2 separate regions of the Pan troglodytes genome follow, and region 2 is linked to region 1. A link is a contact called in public Hi-C data. All regions are on one chromosome and are shown on one strand. Each heading gives the region's core, a stretch centred on a gene start, on an enhancer-like site or on the middle of the called end of the contact. The rest is flanking DNA. Distances are from core to core; before and after follow the strand shown. Region 1 overlaps RUNX2 (RUNX family transcription factor 2). Region 2 has its middle 300 kb from the start of CLIC5.

The links. A called contact is a pair of places that touch in the nucleus more often than the background predicts.
Region 2: a Hi-C map of stem cell-derived neural progenitor cells shows a contact between it and region 1, with 5 times the contacts expected there. The contact joins two enhancer-like sites. A contact is called at or near these places in 2 of 7 Hi-C or Micro-C datasets (induced pluripotent stem cells and stem cell-derived neural progenitor cells), 1 of 1 datasets of contacts at active chromatin or transcription factors (stem cell-derived excitatory neurons) and 1 of 1 other capture datasets (stem cell-derived neural stem cells).

Annotation. Positions count from the first base shown.
Region 1 is chr5:51,304,992-51,308,906 of NHGRI_mPanTro3-v2.0_pri, forward strand. RUNX2 (RUNX family transcription factor 2) reads left to right here. Exons shown (of 9, transcript XM_001142127.6): 3 at 2,756-3,129. Among named protein-coding and RNA genes, the nearest start is that of SUPT3H, 42 kb to the left of the region's middle. Within about 2 kb of position 2,285, at least 14 of the 24 cell types and tissues checked have an H3K27ac peak or open chromatin away from gene starts, as enhancers often do. A contact at or near this core is called in stem cell-derived neural progenitor cells, where this site is marked.
Region 2 is chr5:51,591,928-51,595,890 of NHGRI_mPanTro3-v2.0_pri, forward strand. No RefSeq gene overlaps it. Among named protein-coding and RNA genes, the nearest start is that of CLIC5, 300 kb to the right of the region's middle. Within about 2 kb of position 2,669, at least 3 of the 24 cell types and tissues checked have an H3K27ac peak or open chromatin away from gene starts, as enhancers often do. A contact at or near this core is called in stem cell-derived neural progenitor cells, where this site is marked.

The DNA.
Region 1 (3,915 bases), core at 1,035-3,534:
TCATAGCCGGTGGCGCAGAATCGCTTCTCGGAGTCACCGAGGGTGGCAGTGGCAGGCGGCGGCTGTGGGGCGGGAGGGGCGCGGCTCGGGGCTAGTGTCTGTGGAGGGATTTGGGGAAGAGGCAGGAACGTGGAGAGAAACGTGGGAAAGGGAAAGACCGACGAGGGAGGCGTGGAGCAGTGCATGGAGGAAGGGCAGGTAAAAATAAAGCCCCAATTAGGAAGGACAGAGTAGTATTCCCTGAACTCCATCCTTACCCCTCGAGAGCGCACACCTGGCTACCCCGCACCCCCACCTCTGCTCACGCGGTCTGGCAGACCCTCAGTCCCCTGCGCATCTCTTCAGCGGGGCGATCCCGAGTCACGCAACCACAGCCCCCCAAGCTCATCTTGTACTCGAAAGGGCTCCAGAGTCCGCGACTGGCACCAGGCCCCCATCTTCCGTGCCCCTCATGCTCTCAGAGCCCTTCCAGGCCCCTTCTAGGGCGCAGACCCGGGCGTGGGCTCAGCGAGTGGGAGCAAAGCTCTAAAACCAGACAGGGAGGGTCGTGGCAGGTCGCTACGAGGGTGAGGGAGGCGTTTGCACTGAGCAATAAAAACACCCAGTAATGGGTATGTGAATTGCTTTAAATAAGATGGGAGGGCGTGAGAGATGACCCAACCATCTTTCTTCCTTAATGCTTCGAGGGGGAGGCATTCTAATTCTTCATTTATTTTATAAAATCACTTGTTACTGTGTCAGCTACTCCACTAGGAATCTTTGAAACTTTGGCAACTGATGATTTTTTTCGCAAACACGTTTTCAAGCTTTGGAAGGCTTTAAAGAGTTTGGTAATAAGCAAGAAACGTAGTAGTACACAACGCCGAGGGTAAAACGGCCCTGTGCCCCCTTCTTGGGGTGTAATAGCCTCAAGCGGATTTCCCGGCTTCTGCGGGCGCAGCACATTGTTTTATTTGTTTTGAAGGCTCAGAGTTTGAGGCTGGTCGTAGACACCCACGTGCTCTGACTCTCATCAGCGTAATGATCGACTTAGCCAGAGTCGTGTCTATATAAACCACAAAAACCTAATCATTAGAAATCCCAGCCTCCAAAAACCACATTTTAGGTAAAAAGTGCCGCTTTTTTTCCGCGCTCCTTCATCCTCTCGACCACAACTTTTTGGGGGATCCAAAGTCGCTTTTTAAACCCACACTAGGAAATAAATACATAAATAAACAGCCACGGAAGCATTTTGAATTTTTTAGTTCGTATTTTTAATTTTTCCCCGTGAGCGCTGGGGAAGACAGACACGAAACTTAGTCTTAGATGTAGAATAGACTTAATAAAATATTTAAATTCATGGAAAACGGCTGGTGCTTTTCCCCAGCAAGGGTTTTGCAACTTATTTTAATCACAAAGCTGACAGTTTTTCAGTCCTTAAAACAAAAACAAACAAACAAACAAACAAACACCTCATTCTTGTTCTCTAGGAATGACAAGATTGAATATATAAGAAAAAAGAAATGTCCAGCTATGCACTTGAGTTCCTAAAAACTATTTTGACTAGATCTCCCTCCACCCCCCCCCTCATTTTTTTTGTGTCACTTAAAACAAAAAACACCGAAACCCTGCAAAATCTTTTTCCCTTGGGAGTCGCTCAGACAGAGGTGGGGGTGGAGGTGGGAGGGTGAAGAGTGCTGAGAAGTCAGCACAGACGCTCAAGAATTTTCCTTCCTCCTCTCCTGAAGTTACAACGAAAAATAGCGACAGTCAGATCAGCCGGGGGCTCTCTGGTGTCTTGGCTTCAATCTCTTCCTACAAAGAGGGGGTTCCTTGTCCTAGGGGTGGGGAGAGCAAGAGGACGCGACCTGGCGAGATTGCCCCTAGTCTGGGGCCGCCTCTAGGCTTCGGAAACTGCACACGGCGCGCGGGGGGCTCCTTCTCGCGGCCGGCTGGCGGCGGCAGCGGCTGCGATTCGCAGGCTCGAGATTCGTTGCCCCGAGATCCGCTGCCCACGACTTACCTCTTGGCACCTTGAAGCGCGAGAGACAGGGGAGCTTTGCAAATTGCAGGAGGGAGTGGATGCAAAGAGGTGGCTGTGAGAGGGCGAGAAGAAAAGAAGGGAAAGGAAGGAGCCTAGCCGGGGAGCCGGGCTGGCAGCCGCCGCGGGAGGAATCTGAGCGTGCAGCCGGCGCGGGGGGAGCGGCGGCCGCCGCGGAGGCGGCGGCGCGGGAGGGCGGAGGCGCGGCCGCCTGCAGCTGGGTAGCAGCGCGCGGCGCGGCGCGGCGCGGCGGTGGCGGGCAGCGCGCGGCAATGCCGGCCCCGGGGCTGGACTGCTGAACCCACACCGCTTCACCACCGGACTCGAACTGGGAGGGGGCGCCAGCGCACCCAGGACGCGGTGCCCCAAGGGACCCCATTCCAAGCTGCAAACTCAAGTCCCCCGCCTCCCCAGGCCAAACACACCCCCGCGCCCGTTCGCAGCTGCCACCCCGGGTGTTCCAAAGGCTCCGGCAAAGATCTGCGCCTCCCGGGTCTCCCTACCCGCCAGCCCGACTGCGCCGCATCGCCAGACTCTGTTGGCCCATCAGACTCCGCCCGGCAGTCGGCCTCATCAAACTTGATTTCTCACCTCCTCAGCCCCATCACCTCCATCCTCTTTCCCCCCGTCTCGCCTTCACCCCCCCAATTTCCTCCTTGCCCCTCATTTCCACCCTCCTCCCCCTCCCCCGGCCACTTCGCTAACTTGTGGCTGTTGTGATGCGTATTCCCGTAGATCCGAGCACCAGCCGGCGCTTCAGCCCCCCCTCCAGCAGCCTGCAGCCCGGCAAAATGAGCGACGTGAGCCCGGTGGTGGCTGCGCAACAGCAGCAGCAACAGCAGCAGCAGCAGCAGCAGCAGCAGCAGCAGCAGCAGCAGCAACAGCAGCAGCAGCAGCAGGAGGCGGCGGCGGCGGCTGCGGCGGCGGCGGCGGCTGCGGCGGCGGCAGCTGCAGTGCCCCGGTTGCGGCCGCCCCACGACAACCGCACCATGGTGGAGATCATCGCCGACCACCCGGCCGAACTCGTCCGCACCGACAGCCCCAACTTCCTGTGCTCGGTGCTGCCCTCGCACTGGCGCTGCAACAAGACCCTGCCCGTGGCCTTCAAGGTAAGAGGCTACACCGCCCCCCGCCCCCGGCCGGGAGCCGCGGAACCTGCCCGCCGGTGTCTTCCTGCCCACGGGGCTGGGCCCCGGACGTCCTCCAAGACCTCCTGCCTTGGCGGCTCTAACCCCAGAAACCCCCGGCCGGGCCTCTCCCTCCGGATGCCCTGGCGGGCTCGGGGCTCAGTCCCTCCGCGCAAATCCCTCCCTCTCCCACCTGTGCCCGCTGCCACCCCGACTTCAGCCCTAGTCCCCCTGACCCGTTCAGCACTCTTCATGCCTCCTGCCCGGCCTTGATTCTCACTCACTCCTTCGCGCCGTCTCCCTTTCCCCCAGGATCCCCAAAGTACCCACTCTTGCACTGCGAGCGGACTTGCTCCACCCCGCCCCTTTCCCGGGGGCGAGGATCCCCGACATTGTCCCCTGGGGCTCCCGCGTCCTTCCGGGACATCCCGGCCTGGCCGCATTGCGGGCTGCCCGCGCAGCCTCTCTTTGGGGCTCCGCGCGCTCTCACCCGCTTCCCTCACAGCCAAACGCCCCTCCTCAGGTCTCGGCGTCCCCTTCCCCGACCCGCAGAGTTCAGCGGTCCTGGTCCCTCCCGGGCTCCCGTGCCGGGATTCGTGGGGTGCCGGTGCCGGGCATTAGTGCCCGGGGCTGGGCGTGGGGTGCTGACTGAGGCGCGCGGGCTGCGCTACCAGTGCCCGGGAGGGTCCTGGACAAACCTAGGGTCTCCAGAGGAGGGGGTGTCAGGACGGGGGCGTTTGCTCTGTTCGCTGACCCGCGCCAGATCCC
Region 2 (3,963 bases), core at 1,419-3,918, 290 kb after region 1:
CCTGAGCTCAGACAATCCACCCACCTCGGCCTCATGAAATCCCAGGATTACAGGCGTGAGCCACTGCACCCAGCCTGGTGACAACTTATTATTGGACAACATCTTGACCACTTGGGGCAGGTGTCATAGTTAATTTCTAACCAATCTTGAGGTCCTCAAACGTGGAAATGATGCTCTTTCTTCCTTTGTTTTTAAGAATTTTTTTTTATTTTCACGGACTCAAGGAAGGTACTTATTACATGACAATGTAATTCTCATGAGCAGGGGCAGCAGCGACGCTGAGTTGCACAGCAAACACCGACTTGAGCGTGGCTGAGGATCAAGGAGGAGAACTGAAGCATGCACCAGTTGCCACCACCAGGGCAGTGTCCCACCGAACACAGGGCTATCAGCACCATGCCCCACTTGTACCCCAAGCTCCACTATGATGCTGTGAATATTCCATTGCTTGAAATGAAGGGTCATCATGGTGAGGATGAAGACAGACGCAGTCTCTTTGTGTCTGAATTTGAGTAATGGGTAGGGGGTGGGTGCTTCCACAGGGTTTTATTGCCCTTGGATCTCAGAAATATTTATTTTCAGTTGATTAATACTCTGCCATTTATACTGACCACATGGCTTCAGTTTTAGAACTCCAAAAACACAAGGGCTGTTGGGTAGAACAGGAAACAAATTTTAGGAAGTATGTATCACAGTCCCCCATGACATTTTCTTGTGGGTTAGTCTTAAGTCATACAGGCATCAGAATTTTAATCCTGAAGAAATTTCTTGTAGAAAGAGAGGATTTTCTTGTATGTCTGTACCTCTACACTCAGAATGTTGTGGTATTATTTCATTAGCAATGTAATGATAGCAGTTAACATCTGGCGAGTGCTGACTATATGCCAGGCATGGTGCTGAGTGCTTGCTTTTTTTTTTTTTGATATGGAGTCTCGTTCTGTCACCCAGGCTGGAGTGCAGTGGCGCGATCTCGGCTCACTGCAACCTCTGCCTCCCAGGTTCAAGTGATTCTTCCACCTCAGCCTCCCAAGTAGCTGGGATCACAGGTACCCGCCATCATGCCCGGCTAATTTTTGTATTTTTAGTAAAGACGGGGTTTCATAATGTTAGCCAGGCTGGTCTTGAACTCCTGACCTCAGGTAATCTGCCCACCTTGGCCACCCAAAGTGCTGGGATTATAGGGGTGAGCCACCTCACCTGGCCCCTGAGTGCTTTTACATAGTTTATCTTATTTATTCCCTGGAATAAGTCTGTAAAAGTAGGTGCCATTACATTTTAGAGATGAGAAAATGGAGGTTCAGTGGTTCTAGGTGACTTGTCTGAGGTTATCTGAGTAGAAGGTGACAGGGTTGGGATTTGAACCAATGTCTGGCCCCAAAGCCTGGATGCGTCTCTTTATACACAAAGGCTCTTCTAATGAAAATGGGGCATTTATTTCTGTATATACTGTGGCTACGTTCTCCAAACAGTTCGGAGCTTTAGAAAATATTTTGAGAATTCTCACTCAGATAGACTTTCCGGCAAATACAACTTATTTTGCTTGAGAATTTCCCTGTTTCTTGCACCTTTGTCTATTCAGCTTGGAGAACCAACCTTGGGGAACAAAATCTCCCTCCACCTATCACAGACATTTTCTTTGATTGCTTTGAGACAGCAGCTGAGCCACCATCCACAGCTTCACCTATCAAGACAGGTGTCTCTGTTTTCCATGAAAGGTGTGACTGCCGGAGATCTCTGTCTTCAGCATTCTCCACCCTTCCCTCCCAGTGCTGCAGAAAGCCTGGCATAGGGTCAGGCTGGTGAGGCTGGATCCAGGCCTACCTTCTTGAACTTCAAGCCGTAAGTGGGACATTTACAAGGGAAAGATCCCTTCTGTGGAATCTCACCGTGAAGTTTCAAGGGCTGCTGCCCCACGCCCACTATGGGCGCTCATAGCCAGGGCTTCTCTGCGTGTCTTACTCTCACCTCTACATCTTTCACTCTCACCGTTATCTCTGAAGAACCAAAGGGAGAAATCACAGGAGTTGGAAATTCCGACGAACCTTTTGCTCTTAGTTGTTGTGCTGAGGCTGGGTGAGTCTCATTTTTAGAAGAAGATGGTGAGAGATTAGTGACCGTGGCTGCTAATCAGCCTTCATCTGAGGAGGAGGACTGCAGAGCCCCATTTTGTCAAAATGAGAGGGAAAATAAGGCAATGAGGCATGTGAAAGGGAAATGTGTTTTTATTTCCTTAAAACCATGCTTTACTGAAAGAGGCACACTGCTCGGGTCTCAGGCGCCCGAGGTGGACTCTGAAAGCTGGCTCTGAGAAGGGAGCGGGAGGGCAGAGAAGGGGAAAACCCATCTGGGACTTTAGCGAATTTTGAGCTATTCAAAAGTTGTTGATCTTGCCAGATTCCAACTTCTGACAGCTGCTAAATATGGCACCTGAGAAAATAGCTTTGATTTTGTAATTTGGAAATGGGAAGGGAAAATTCATTAGGGTTAAATGCACAGAAAGAACACCAGCGGCTTTCCTGTGTCCATCCAGAGGCTTTTAGAGACTTATTGAGTCCTGGTACACAGAGAGTAGATGTGAGGTCCCGCAAGGATGAAAAAGACATTTCCTCCCCTCTGAGCTTGGGCACTAACAATGACAAGCTGAAGGCAAAGCCTGTTAGGAATTCGCCTCTATGCAACATCCCCCTCTACTGGATTCTTGCATGGAAAAGAGCACCCTGACAGCCTCTGCTGCCCTAGAAGGTTTTCAGAGCTCTTTCTCTATGTTAACACACACTTTGGAGTCTCCAAGGCAATTTCCCCTGCCCTCTCTATTATGTCCTTGATTAAGATGAAACATTCTGTAAATGCACACACATCCAAGAAAGATAAGACACATACCAGAGAGAGAGGAATGAAATGATGATGGGGTCAGCGTGGAATTTTAGGACTCCAGAAGACTGGGTTGTTTACCTAGTGTGGGATTGAGGGCCAGAGAGGGGGGCGTTGCTGGAGGCACACAGCTGGTAAGAGGCAACACTTGTGCTGGAACCCCACCTCTCCCGACTCCCCTTTAGTGCTCTTTCTCCTGTGACAGAGTGACATGTATATTCAGAGTGATTGAACCTTGAACGTGGTTTCTGGTCATGGAAACCACAGGGCTTGTCTAAGGAGAAGGTGATCCTTCTGATTGTTTCTGTTGCAAGATCTCCTTCTCTGACCTGGGTGGACTTACTGCAGTTGCAACTGACCCCAGGGAATGGGGTCAGAAATGGTCTGGCCCCAGGTCATTGGTGATCCATAGACCATAAGTCCAGGCAGAGAGCCTGATACCATGAGAAGCACCTTCATGTCTTCCCCAGTCACAGGGCTGGGGCCTTCCCCATTAGAGTCAAGTGCATCTACAGCAGTCTGCCCAGTAGAAATTTCCACAATGGTGGAAATGAGCCATGTCTGCACTGTCTAATATGTAGCCACCAGCCACATGTGACTTCTGAGTCCTTGAAATGTGGCTAGGGTGACTGAGGAACTGAATTTTGAATCGTAGTTAATTGTAATTAATTTAAATTTAAATAGTTACATGTGTCTAGTGGCTACTTGATGGACAGGACAGTTCTAGGAAAGACTTGTTGACATATGTACATCACTTGGCCAACGAGACAGTAGTTTTCTTATTAGGTGCTGCTTGATAATTGGCAGGGCTGCGAGGAGAGGACAGAACCTGGGATGTGGCAGAACAGCTTGTACAAGCAGTGCTGGAGCAGAAGGAAAAACACCAAGGCTAAACTCTTGCTTCTGCCCCAGAGTAGCCGCATGAATTTGGGAAACACTTGGGACTCCATGTCTTCATCTGTAAAATGGGGAGGTGATTTGGTTCTCCACCTCTTTGCCTCAAAGGAGCCCTTTTATTATTTTTCCTCTATTGATTCTTTTTTAGACAAAAAAGCCTGTCTATGACACAAGCAACATTTACTGAAAGAGGAA